Regions from separate parts of the Sus scrofa genome. Here region 2 is linked to region 1. A link is a contact called in public HiChIP or PLAC-seq data. All regions are on one chromosome and are shown on one strand. The core of a region is the stretch at or near the end of the contact, and the rest is flanking DNA. Distances in the headings are between cores, read along the strand shown. Region 1 has its middle 84 kb from the start of IPO5. Region 2 overlaps STK24 (serine/threonine-protein kinase 24).

Region 1 (5,105 bases), core at 1,073-3,572:
TCCCACATGGCTGTGGCCCTGGCATAGGCTGGCGGCTACAGCTCCAATTGGACCCCTAGCCTGGGAACCTCCATATGCCACAGGTGCAGCCCTAAAAAAGAGAGAGACAAAAAAAAAAATCAGGATACATGTTCGTTAAAATGTCAAAATATCTATTCATTTTAAAATGTGAATTATTATCATTTCAAATGTGCTACTTCAATTCTTTCCAGAACATCCAGTTCTGTGTATAGAGAGATGCAATCCCGAGCCATCCTTGGTAGAAAATGTCCTGAGCTGTTCTGCTTGCCTCGAAGAAGTGTCTGTAATGAGGCAGTTTTGCGTTCTTAAAATCTCATTTTTAGATTTCTTTTTTCTTTTTTGGCCACCCCATGGTATATGGAATTCCCAGGTTCCCAGGCCAGGGATCAGATCTGGGCTGCAATGCCAGATCCTTAACCCACCGTGCCAGGCCAGGGATCAAACCTGTATCCCAGCATTCCAAAGAGACACTGCCAGTCCTGTTGCACCACAGCAGAAATTCCTCAAAATCTTATTTTTGTCCGAGATGTTCAGGGAGCCTAGCTTTCTCTCAGCAGTGCTACCTGGACCCTGTGGTAACGAGACTAGTAACGGAAGCCGTGTTAGTACCATGGTAATAACCTGAGCTATCAAACCAAGACATTGTCTATTTTGGTCACTCCTCCCACAGGTGTCATCAACAGACACCCAATGAAACTGGCTCAGTCAAAGGAGAGAACTGATTGGCTCTTCGAATAACTATCCGGTCTGGGGGCCCAAGGCCATGCCTGGCTTCAGACACCACTGAATTCTGTGGCTCAGCACAGAAGACCCGGCATCCTCTACGTGAACATCGCCCCTCCCCAGGGGAAGTGGGAACACCTTCTCTGGAGCCTGGAAGAATGGGGTTGGTGCTGGCATACTGAGCATCAGTGACTATTCAAGGCTTAACATATGTCGGACCCAGACTAGAATACTTGAATAAAGGATGGATACAGGAGTGGCTGGGTGGATGGATGGATGGATGGAAGGATGGACGGATGGACAATGGACATACAGGATGGGAAGGATGGTGGGCATTCAGAGCATGCTAAAGAGCTAGGAATCTGGTACAGAAGTCACAGTTGACAGAAGTCATTATATTTAATAGTAATATAATTCTACAGAGAAAAATATCAGCTTATTCAACTTACATGTGACATGTATTTGCAAATCCCAGGAAGAGAACCTCATCCCATTTTACAAAAAGTGCTCCTGGGAGTTCCCGCAGTGGCACAGTGGGTTAAAGATCTGACTGCAACAGCTTGGGTCCCAGCAGAGGTGCGGGTTTGATCCTGACCCAGCGCAGAGGGTTGAGGATCTGGTGTTGCTGCAGCTGTTGTGTAGTTCACAGCTCGGATTCAGTCCCTGGCCGGGGAACTTCCACTTGCCTCAGGCGCAAGAGTGTGACATCCTGCAGTGGCCCAGGGAGAAGGGATGAGGCGGGTGCTGGCCAGCGGCCCCTTGCAGGGACTCTTGGCTCATTGTTTTCTGTTTCTTTCAGCTGCTTTGTGGCCTTAGCTCACCTTCCTCTCCACCTCATTTCATCCCCCCGCTTCTCCCCAACCCTTCACGATGTCTGATGTCGCAGGTTCTCCTCTATCTGGGCACCGATTAGGAGGGTGCCTGCTACACAGAGAGGCTGATAGACATTTGTCAATATTCATCAATGGCATTGCGTGTCCTTAATTCCCTCTAGTCCCTAATGCCCCCAGCTGCCCCAAATATCAAAATAACAGGGTGAGATGTGACATATTCATCTGTAACCAGAGAGAAATACAGCCTGCTTGCAAATGACTTGAGATCTAGCTTAGTCCTGCAAAAAGCAAAAAGCCTTGAAGAGAAAATAGCAAAATTTCCTAAAAACACCTATTCGCCTCCAACTCGCTGAGGTCCCAAACTGTGCTCTGTCTCCCAAAACCAAACACTGGTAGAGTTTTCTGAGCTGGCTCCTGGGCACCATCCCCGCCTCCGCTTCCCCGAACTCTCCTCTCGCTCCCCTCCCGCCGGTCTCACCGTGCAGGTAAATCCCAGCTTCCTCAATAAATGACAAGTTTCCCAGACCTACTCTCCACTTCCTTCCCCTGATCAGCACAATCAAGGCGTGGGAAGTAGAAGGCAGGGAAAATGTCGGAATCACTGTCCTTTGGTATCTATCCCATGAGATTCGCTGCGATTCGTTTTCACCAAAGCGCCTTGATTTCGTTTGTGGCATGCAGTGGCAATCTTGGAGCCCCTTTGCGCATCGTCGGTGATGTGCACGAATGGGTCGCTAGGTGGCGATCTAGCACCGCTACCAGCCCTTCCCTCTCCGCGCTCCAGGAGAACAGAAGATGAATCCACGCTCGCTGGCTCGGGAAATCATTACCAACTTTCCTTTCCTATCAGAAGCCACCCAACCTTCTGTCAGGTGGCAAAGCGAGCCAGGTAACAGGCCTCTAAAGTCTGTTCAAGTTAATGATTTATTGATTTTTGTTGGCTGGTGTTTTCACTTAATCCTTGGTTTGATTTAACTGAGCTCTGGGAGTTTTTCCTCTTGATGGTCAAGCTTGCTAGAATGCTAAACGAAGAAAAACAAACCTCCTTGTTTGTAATCATCTACCTTGGGACCAGTAGTTCTGCGGATCCTAATGGAGGGAACTAGCTCTTGGGGTCTGTGTGGTTCAGATGAGAAGCAAGCAGTACTGCTTAGGGGAAAAGAGTGACTGACTCCTCAGGTGAAGCAATTCCTGTCCCCTAGCTGGGCTCCTAAGTCTCCGCATCTGTTTGCACAAGTCATCTGTCACAAGGGAGGCCAGCTGAGCGTTGCAGCAACCCTGTGCCTGCTACCAGGAAGCCTGGGAGGGTGAGTCAGCGCCTCAATTTCATATGCAAGTCACAGCCACCACTAATCCATCACAAAAAAAAAAAAAAAAAAAGGGCTTGTTGAGTTTCCTGAAAGGTCCAGATCCTTGGAGCCACCTGCTGAAGATTATGAAGCCACCAGCTTATTTCACAATCAATCTGATTTACGGCGTAACTGCAGATGAAAGCAAACAGACCATAATACAATATGATGCTTACACATATCAAGTCATCCTGAGGGAAATCTAAGCTGCACTGGGTTTTTTTTGTGTTTTGTTCTGTCATAGCATGTTCTAGAAGTCACGTGTGTCAACTTTAGCAGGGGTAAGGCACCAGCAGGACTCTAAAATAAGGGGAGAGGTGGAGCGGAGCTTGCCCTAGAGTTCTTAAAAGGGGCAGACCTCAGAGCCTCTGTGTTCTCAGGGTGAGGGGTGAGGCTGTCCAGGCAAGAGGAGACCAGGGGAGCCCTACCCCGGTGCCTCTCACCTCCTGCAGTGGCAGCCCCAGGAATTGAAATAGCTGAGCTGTAAGAGCTGTATCCCTACCCCAGGGAAGGCAGGGACTGGTCCTCCCTCGGTCAGCATCACACAGCATCCCTCCATCAGAGGATGCAGGACCAGGTGTCCTGCACTTGGGAGGCCAGCACTTGTGGAGGTGAAGGACATGCAGCTCAAAGAAGCAAGTGGGAGCTGAAATCTAGCCCAGGTTTCACCTGCCAAGTCACGGGTCCACAGGGCTATGTCTGCCCAGCAAGACATCCTTTCTAGATTGCAGGAGGTCTCTGGAGGGCTTGGAGGTGGCTCTGACAATTCACAGCCAGAAGGAGCAAGTGGCAAGAGAAAACTAACTTTAAAATCGGGCTTTGCCACCAACCACCTACCCTCATCCTAGGACCCTATAACCCTCGGGGAGGGGGAACCCCAAGAAGGATTTACTAACTTTTTCCCTAGTCGGGAGCATAAGATTTGGGATTAGTTTTAGTTCTTTAAAGAGACGAGACCATGTTTGTACCCCCAGTTTGTGAAGTAGCTCATATCAATAACACTCAGAATAATGCTAATTTTTAAAGAAAAACTGGAAAATGCCACACAGTATTGGTGAAGCTTCAAAACATGAAATCCTATTAGTCTTTTTCTGTAGCTTACAGATAATGCTATCATTAAAATTCTGGTGACTTCCTGTTATGGTGCAATGGAAATGAACCCAACTAGTATCCATGAGGATGCAGGTTCAATCCCTGGCCTCACTCAGTGCATTAGGATCCGGTGTTGCCTTGAGCTATGGTGTAGGTTGGAGACACAGCTCGGATCTGGTGTTGCCGTGGCATAGGCCGGCAGCTGTAGCTCCGATTTGACTCCTAGTTTGGGAACTTCCCATCCTGCCCCCCGATTTCTCCTCTCAGGGGAGAGGGACTGGAAGTTAAATCAATCACTAATGTCAGTGATTTAACCAACCGCCTATGTAACAAAAGCTCCATGATGCTGTAGGTGTGGCCCTAAAAGGCAAACAAACAAACAAACGAACAAAACGCAAAAACCAAACAAACCAAAAAAAGAGTAGTTGGCGATGTTGGCAAAATGCAAGGCTGAAGAAGGAAGCAGGAGCTGCATCTTATTTTAAGGCCCATGCTTCTGGTGCTAATGTAGCTGCATCAGAACCACCTGGAGGAATACCACCCAAAGCCCACTCCCAGAATTCCTGGCTTCCTGTATCTGGGATGGGGCGTGAGAATTGCGTTTCTAAGGAGGGGATGCTGATGCTGTTGGTCCCGGAAACCACACTTTGAAAATCACTGCGCTGCGATGTTTCTCTAAGATCCCCAAGGCCTTGGGAATGGAAAGAAGTAGAAGGCTCTGGAGGTAGGTCCTCGCCAGCCTGAACAGGGCGTGGTGCCTGCAGAGGGCAAGGTCGTGTCTGGGAGTCAGGAGCTCCTGGGGGGCTATCGGGAGAGTGAAGGCGTTTTGAAACACTGGTGGTAGGAGACAAAGCTGTCTTAGGGGGTCAGGTGGATGGCTCGGCAACTCTTCAAGTGTGGATGGGGTTGCAGAGGTTACATGTGTAGTGGCAGGATTTTATTCGTTCTCTGACTTTCCCCAGCATGAGAAGGAAATGGAGGTATAACAGGAGAAGAACGGTGGTTGGGATCCAGGCTGAGAGTTTCCTTGAGAGTCAAATGAAAAGAAAAGGGGGCAAAAAGAGGCAAAAAGTTGGACAGTGGTAAG
Region 2 (5,220 bases), core at 995-3,494, 620 kb after region 1:
GATATCTATTTAGATCAACACACATTCTTTCGTCCTCTGATTAAGAAAGGCTGCTGCGCACGAACTAGTAGAAATGTTTTCCCAACGCAGCCAAAATCAACTTTAAAAAGAGGAACAGGGAGTTCCCGTCGTGGCGCAGTGGTTAACGAATCCGACTAGGAACCATGAGGTTGCGGGTTCGGTCCCTGCCCTTGCTCAGTGGGTTAATGATCCGGCGTTGCCATGAGCTGTGGTGTAGGTTGCAGACGCAGCTCGGATCCCGAGTTGCTGTGGCTCTGGCGTAGGCCGGGGGCTGCAGCTCCGATTGGACCCCTAGCCTGGGAACCTCCATATGCCGCGGGAGCGGCCCAAAGAAATAGCAAAAAGACAAAAAAAAAAAAAAAAAAAAAAGAGGAACAGGACTCTCTCACTGAGAACTTCTCAAAGAAATGCAGCCCAGAGGGTGCCCCACCACAGCTGCAGGATGAGGAAGGCATTAAAGGATGGAGGACAAAGGGACTGGAGGTGACAGCGAGGCCCAGCAAAGCCCAGGAGACCCAGGTCAACTCAGAAGCGTTGCACAGGGCCAGTCCTGGGCCAAGAAAAGTCAGGTCTTCCTGCTCCGATTCTCTCATACCAACTAGCTTCCTGCCTTCCGAACCAGGAACTAACTCCTAAAGCAAAGCTCCGTTAGACTTTTCTCGCCTAGCTTCACAACTTAACTGCTGTTTTATGAAATTCGTTTCTGTAAGAAAACATGCGAGATTTCCAAACAACAAACTTACAAACAACATACGAAATGTACTTGGGAACAGCCCTATTTCAAACTATTTCTGACACATGAAAAAAATCTGCTTCTTCTTGCATCGAACTTTAACAGTGGTGATGGTGGAAATAAACTACAAACTGCAACGTTACTAAGTCCCTCGTTAACTCTAATGCTACAAAGTCAAGGGCCACATTGGCGCCACTGCTACACAGTGTTTCAGCTTAAAACAGCCAAGAGCCTCACAAAGTCTGACAACGCTCTTCATCAACGGTTCTATCCGACAAGCTTCCCTTTCTGTGATCACTGTGCTAAGAGTTGAACAACTAAAGACACTCAGTCATAATAAAGAAGAAAAACTTCAATGTGTATAAAGAAAAAAGCTGTGGCTCAGTGGATTAGGCACCCAGCACTGTGTGAGGACACAGGTTTGATCCCTGGCCTCACTCCGGGGGTTAAGGATCCCCCGTTGCCGTGGCTGTGGCCTAGGCCGGCGGCTGCAGCTCCAATTCAACCCCTCGCCCAGGAGGTTCCACATGCCGCAGGTGCAGCCCGAAAAGACAAGCAAAAAGCAAGCACATTCTAGCAAAATGCAGTAATGCTGTATTTTCATATTATTTCCTTTTATTTTTCAAGTTTTTCTATACATTAAATATACAGATGGTAGAAGGGCGAGAGTATAGGTCCATGGCCATCATCCAAAATCCCCAAGGCCTCTGACAACCAAGAGTTTTTCCTGCCTCTCTTGGAGGGAAGATGTTCCCTGGTCTGAGTCCTCGTGGCAGGAGAAGCTGAAGCAATGCGGGGCGATCCACAGCCTCCGCCTCCCAGAGGCGCCTCCTCGGCCGGCAGACCCTCACTCGCACGTGCACCGTGCGGGAAACAGGAATTCACGGAATGACCTCAATGCTGACCGCCCAGCCGCTCAAAACACACACGCTGCACATCTATGAAAAAGCAGGACCCTCCTAGTTTGGGGGGGAACGTCCACGCCCACCCATCATTTTAGGTCACGACATTTGCACTTGTTCTCATCCTGTGCACTTCTGCAGGTTCCACCACTTTTCATTAAGTCAAAGGCTAGAAAGAGCCACCCAGGACGTCAGGGCCATCTGAAAACCGGAGCATCTACCCCGCACACAAGACGTGGATCCGAAGAAGATGAAGGCACCCCCCCCCCCCGGGCCAGGCAACGCCTGCTTCATCCACAGGGGAGAGAGAGCCCGAAAGGAGGGGGTTTGCTGGTCTGAGTTAATGCTCACGGTAACACCCCCGTGTACACACCCACAGAAGCTGCGGGGCCCCCGCCCCAAGCGAGGCCCGCGGTTTAGGATACAGCTGTGACGGGGAAGGGGCCCCGCGTGAACACCATCGCTGAGTATCTGGCTTCCTGCTGTAAGCGCAGCGGCCGGAACCCGCAAAACGCGGGCAGTGACACCCGTCACCGCGCTGCCCAGTAACGCTGCTGCTGCTGCTGCTGCTGCTGCTGCTGCGGGGGCGGGAGGGTGACGAAGTCTTCCTTTCTCCAAAGGCCAAAAGAAAGCAAAGCAATGCTATCTAACCACGCCAACGAGGAATGTGCCTCTGGCCAGAACTCCGAGTCCTAAGGATGGGGGCACGCCTTCCACGAAAGAGGGGGGTCAGGCACGCCATCCAAATCATCAGGTGGAAGCTGTGCCACGATGGGGGACGACACTTACGGCCCGTTCTGGGCGGAAAACAATACCCAAGCGCACCGCGCAGAAGTACCCTTATCTAAAGACACACACGAGAGAGCAGACGCCACAGCTGGAAAATGAGCGAGGAGGAAGCGGATCTATTCAAGCACTGGGATTACAGGTGCTTTTGCTTTAAAAATAGTGTAGTGGCGGTGGAGGGAGGGGGTTTTTCCATTGCGGGCACGGGGCTGCCTTCTGTCCCATCATCAAACCCCTACTGCACACTAGTTTTAATAGACTGTGTGCAGACAACCTGCAGTGGGAAAGGGGCTCCACGCCTGCAGATAAGCACCCCAAAGCCCTCCGCTCAAAGGGCCTTCCCAGTGCACATACCCCAGCACAAGCAAGCGGGACCATCGCTGCTCTGATGCAAAAGACCAACCAAGAGAGGGAGCATTTTCACAGGATTCCAACAACAGCCTAATCTGACCCACGACAGCTAACATCGTAAGGAACAATCTATGCAACAGGCCAGGTATAAAAACATTGAGAATTTTACCATTTTGAAAAGGCTAAAAGTACTTCCCCACCCATCTTTATAACTCTGCCCTCCAATTATTTTCCAGGACATTGAGGATTTTGTTCCTCTTGGAAATATAAAAGAAATCCCAATTCTGTTCCTTTGCAAATACAAAGAGGAAAAATTCTTTCTGACCAGGCGCGCTACACCACAAGCTTCTCTGAGGCTCCCTACTGATGCAGGTATCATCAGATTCTCCAGATATCCGTGAAGAAAACAAATAAAAGAGCACGTTTTGTACACATACACGCGCACATATGAATATTTATTTCTTTTGAGGAGGGTTGAGAAGGCCTCCTCCTCTCAAGAAACCCTCTGCTTCACATACACAGTAATTCATCCAAGAGAAAGACAACAGGCAGCTCACCGCGAAAAGCGCTCGCCACTTAAAAACTACTTTCTTCTCTGTGACCCCTTCACAGGATGGGGTAACGGAACCCCTTCCCACACCATCTAGGGCCACACCCCGGTGCCAGGGCTAACGGCCCCCGGCCCCCCGGGAGTGTGACCTGAGACCCCCACCACTGGCAGGTGTGCAGTTTCAGCCACACACACACACACAGCACAGATAAATGCAGGCAGGCTGTGTGACCTGGCCAGGAAATGCAAGCAGTTTCACTTAATGTAAACCCTTCAGGTTTTCCTGCGGAAGACAATGTGGAGGCAGGCATTCTGAATGACACAAACAGGGGGGTCTAGAAGCACCTCAGATTCTTTATTACCAAAGAAAAGAGAAGAACCCAAACCTCACAACTACCTTTCCTGACAGTCCATTCCCTAGGTCTGCTTAACATCCAGCCTTATACTGGAAAAAGCCAATAATGAACTGAAGAAACACACTTTGAAAAAGTCCCCTACCCCCCTCCCCCCAAAAAACCATCTTCAAATGATCAAGTCTGGTAAGATCAAAGTCTAGCTAATCATAAGACACTTTTTTTTTTTTTTTTCGCTTTTTAGGGCCACACCCACCGCGTGTGGAGATTCCCAGGCTAGGGGTCTAATCCGAGCTACAGCTGCCGGCCTACACCACAGCCACAGCAACGACACCACAGCCACGTCTGCGACCTACACCACAGCTCTCACCAACACTGGATCCTTAACCCACTGAGCGAGGCCAGGGATCGAACCTGTGTCCTCATGGATACTAGTCGGATTCGTTTCTGCTGCACCACGATGGGAACTCCAATAAGACACTCTAATAAAAGACTGCTAATACAGAAGTACAGATCAGTTATTGAATTAAAGATCAAGTCAACAAAACTGTGACATGCCAAACATTTAAAAGACCATTAGTCCGGAACATTATTCTCAGTGCAGAGACAAGAGTATATCGTAAGTGCTAAGGAGAACAGCCAGAGAAAAGAAAAAGGACTTTGCCCAAAGAGAGCCCCGTTCCCTACCTGTGCACTCACCCCCAAGCAGGCGCACCTTCCCTGGGGGGTCTCCCCTTACAATCCCATTGGGAAAAAAGAGGAAGTTCCCATCGTGGCTCAGTGGTTAACTAACCCCACTGGTATCCATGAGGACGCAGGTTCGATCCCTGGCCTCACTCAGTGGGTTAAGGATCCGGTGTTGCCGTGAGCTGTGGTGTGGGTCACAGACACGGCTCGGATCTGGCATTGCTGTGGCCGTGGTATAGGCTGGCAGCTGCAGCTGCAGCTGCAGCTCCAATTCGACCCCTTCATATGCCATAGGTGCAGCCCTAGAAAGACAAAAAACAAAAAAGACCAGGGAGGGTGTTGGAAGGCAGCACAAGATGAAGCCGGTATGAACACAAGGCCTGAGCTGGCGTTTCTGCCACCAGAGGTTTCTAAGCAGGGAGTGACGTGATGACAGTGTTGAAAGGATCCTGCAAGGCTGCAGGAGAGCATCGGCTCGGGGCCTCTGTTCTGGTTCAGGGGTTTCCAAAACCACCATGGATGGCTGTTCTGCCAGATGCATTTCTCAGAAGACAAGGTTAAGGTTCCTCAGTCAAAAAGACCCAGATCATTGGAGTTCCCGTCGTGGCACAGTGGTTAACAAATCTGACTAGGAACCCTGAGGTTGCCGGTTCGATCCCCAGCCTTGCTCAGTGGGTTAAGGATCCAATGTTGCCGTGAGCTGTGGTGTAGGTTGCAGATGCGGCTCAGATCCCTCATTGCTGTGGCTGTGGCATAGGCCAGCGGCTACAGCTCCGATTTAACCCCTAGCCTGGGAACCTCCATATGCCGCGGGAGCGGCCCAAGAAATGGCAAAAA

Evidence for each region. HiChIP or PLAC-seq counts read pairs in DNA pulled down with a chosen protein or histone mark.
Region 2: an H3K27ac HiChIP or PLAC-seq map of alveolar macrophages shows a contact between it and region 1. The contact joins two enhancer-like sites.

The regions. Positions count from the first base shown.
Region 1 is chr11:66,932,964-66,938,068 of Sscrofa11.1, forward strand. No RefSeq gene overlaps it. Among named protein-coding and RNA genes, the nearest start is that of IPO5, 84 kb to the right of the region's middle. Within about 2 kb of position 2,323, at least 17 of the 83 cell types and tissues checked have an H3K27ac peak or open chromatin away from gene starts, as enhancers often do. A contact at or near this core is called in alveolar macrophages, where this site is marked.
Region 2 is chr11:67,548,442-67,553,661 of Sscrofa11.1, forward strand. All of the region lies in intron 1 of STK24 (serine/threonine-protein kinase 24), which reads right to left. Among named protein-coding and RNA genes, the nearest start is that of STK24, 15 kb to the right of the region's middle. Within about 2 kb of position 2,245, at least 10 of the 83 cell types and tissues checked have an H3K27ac peak or open chromatin away from gene starts, as enhancers often do. A contact at or near this core is called in alveolar macrophages, where this site is marked.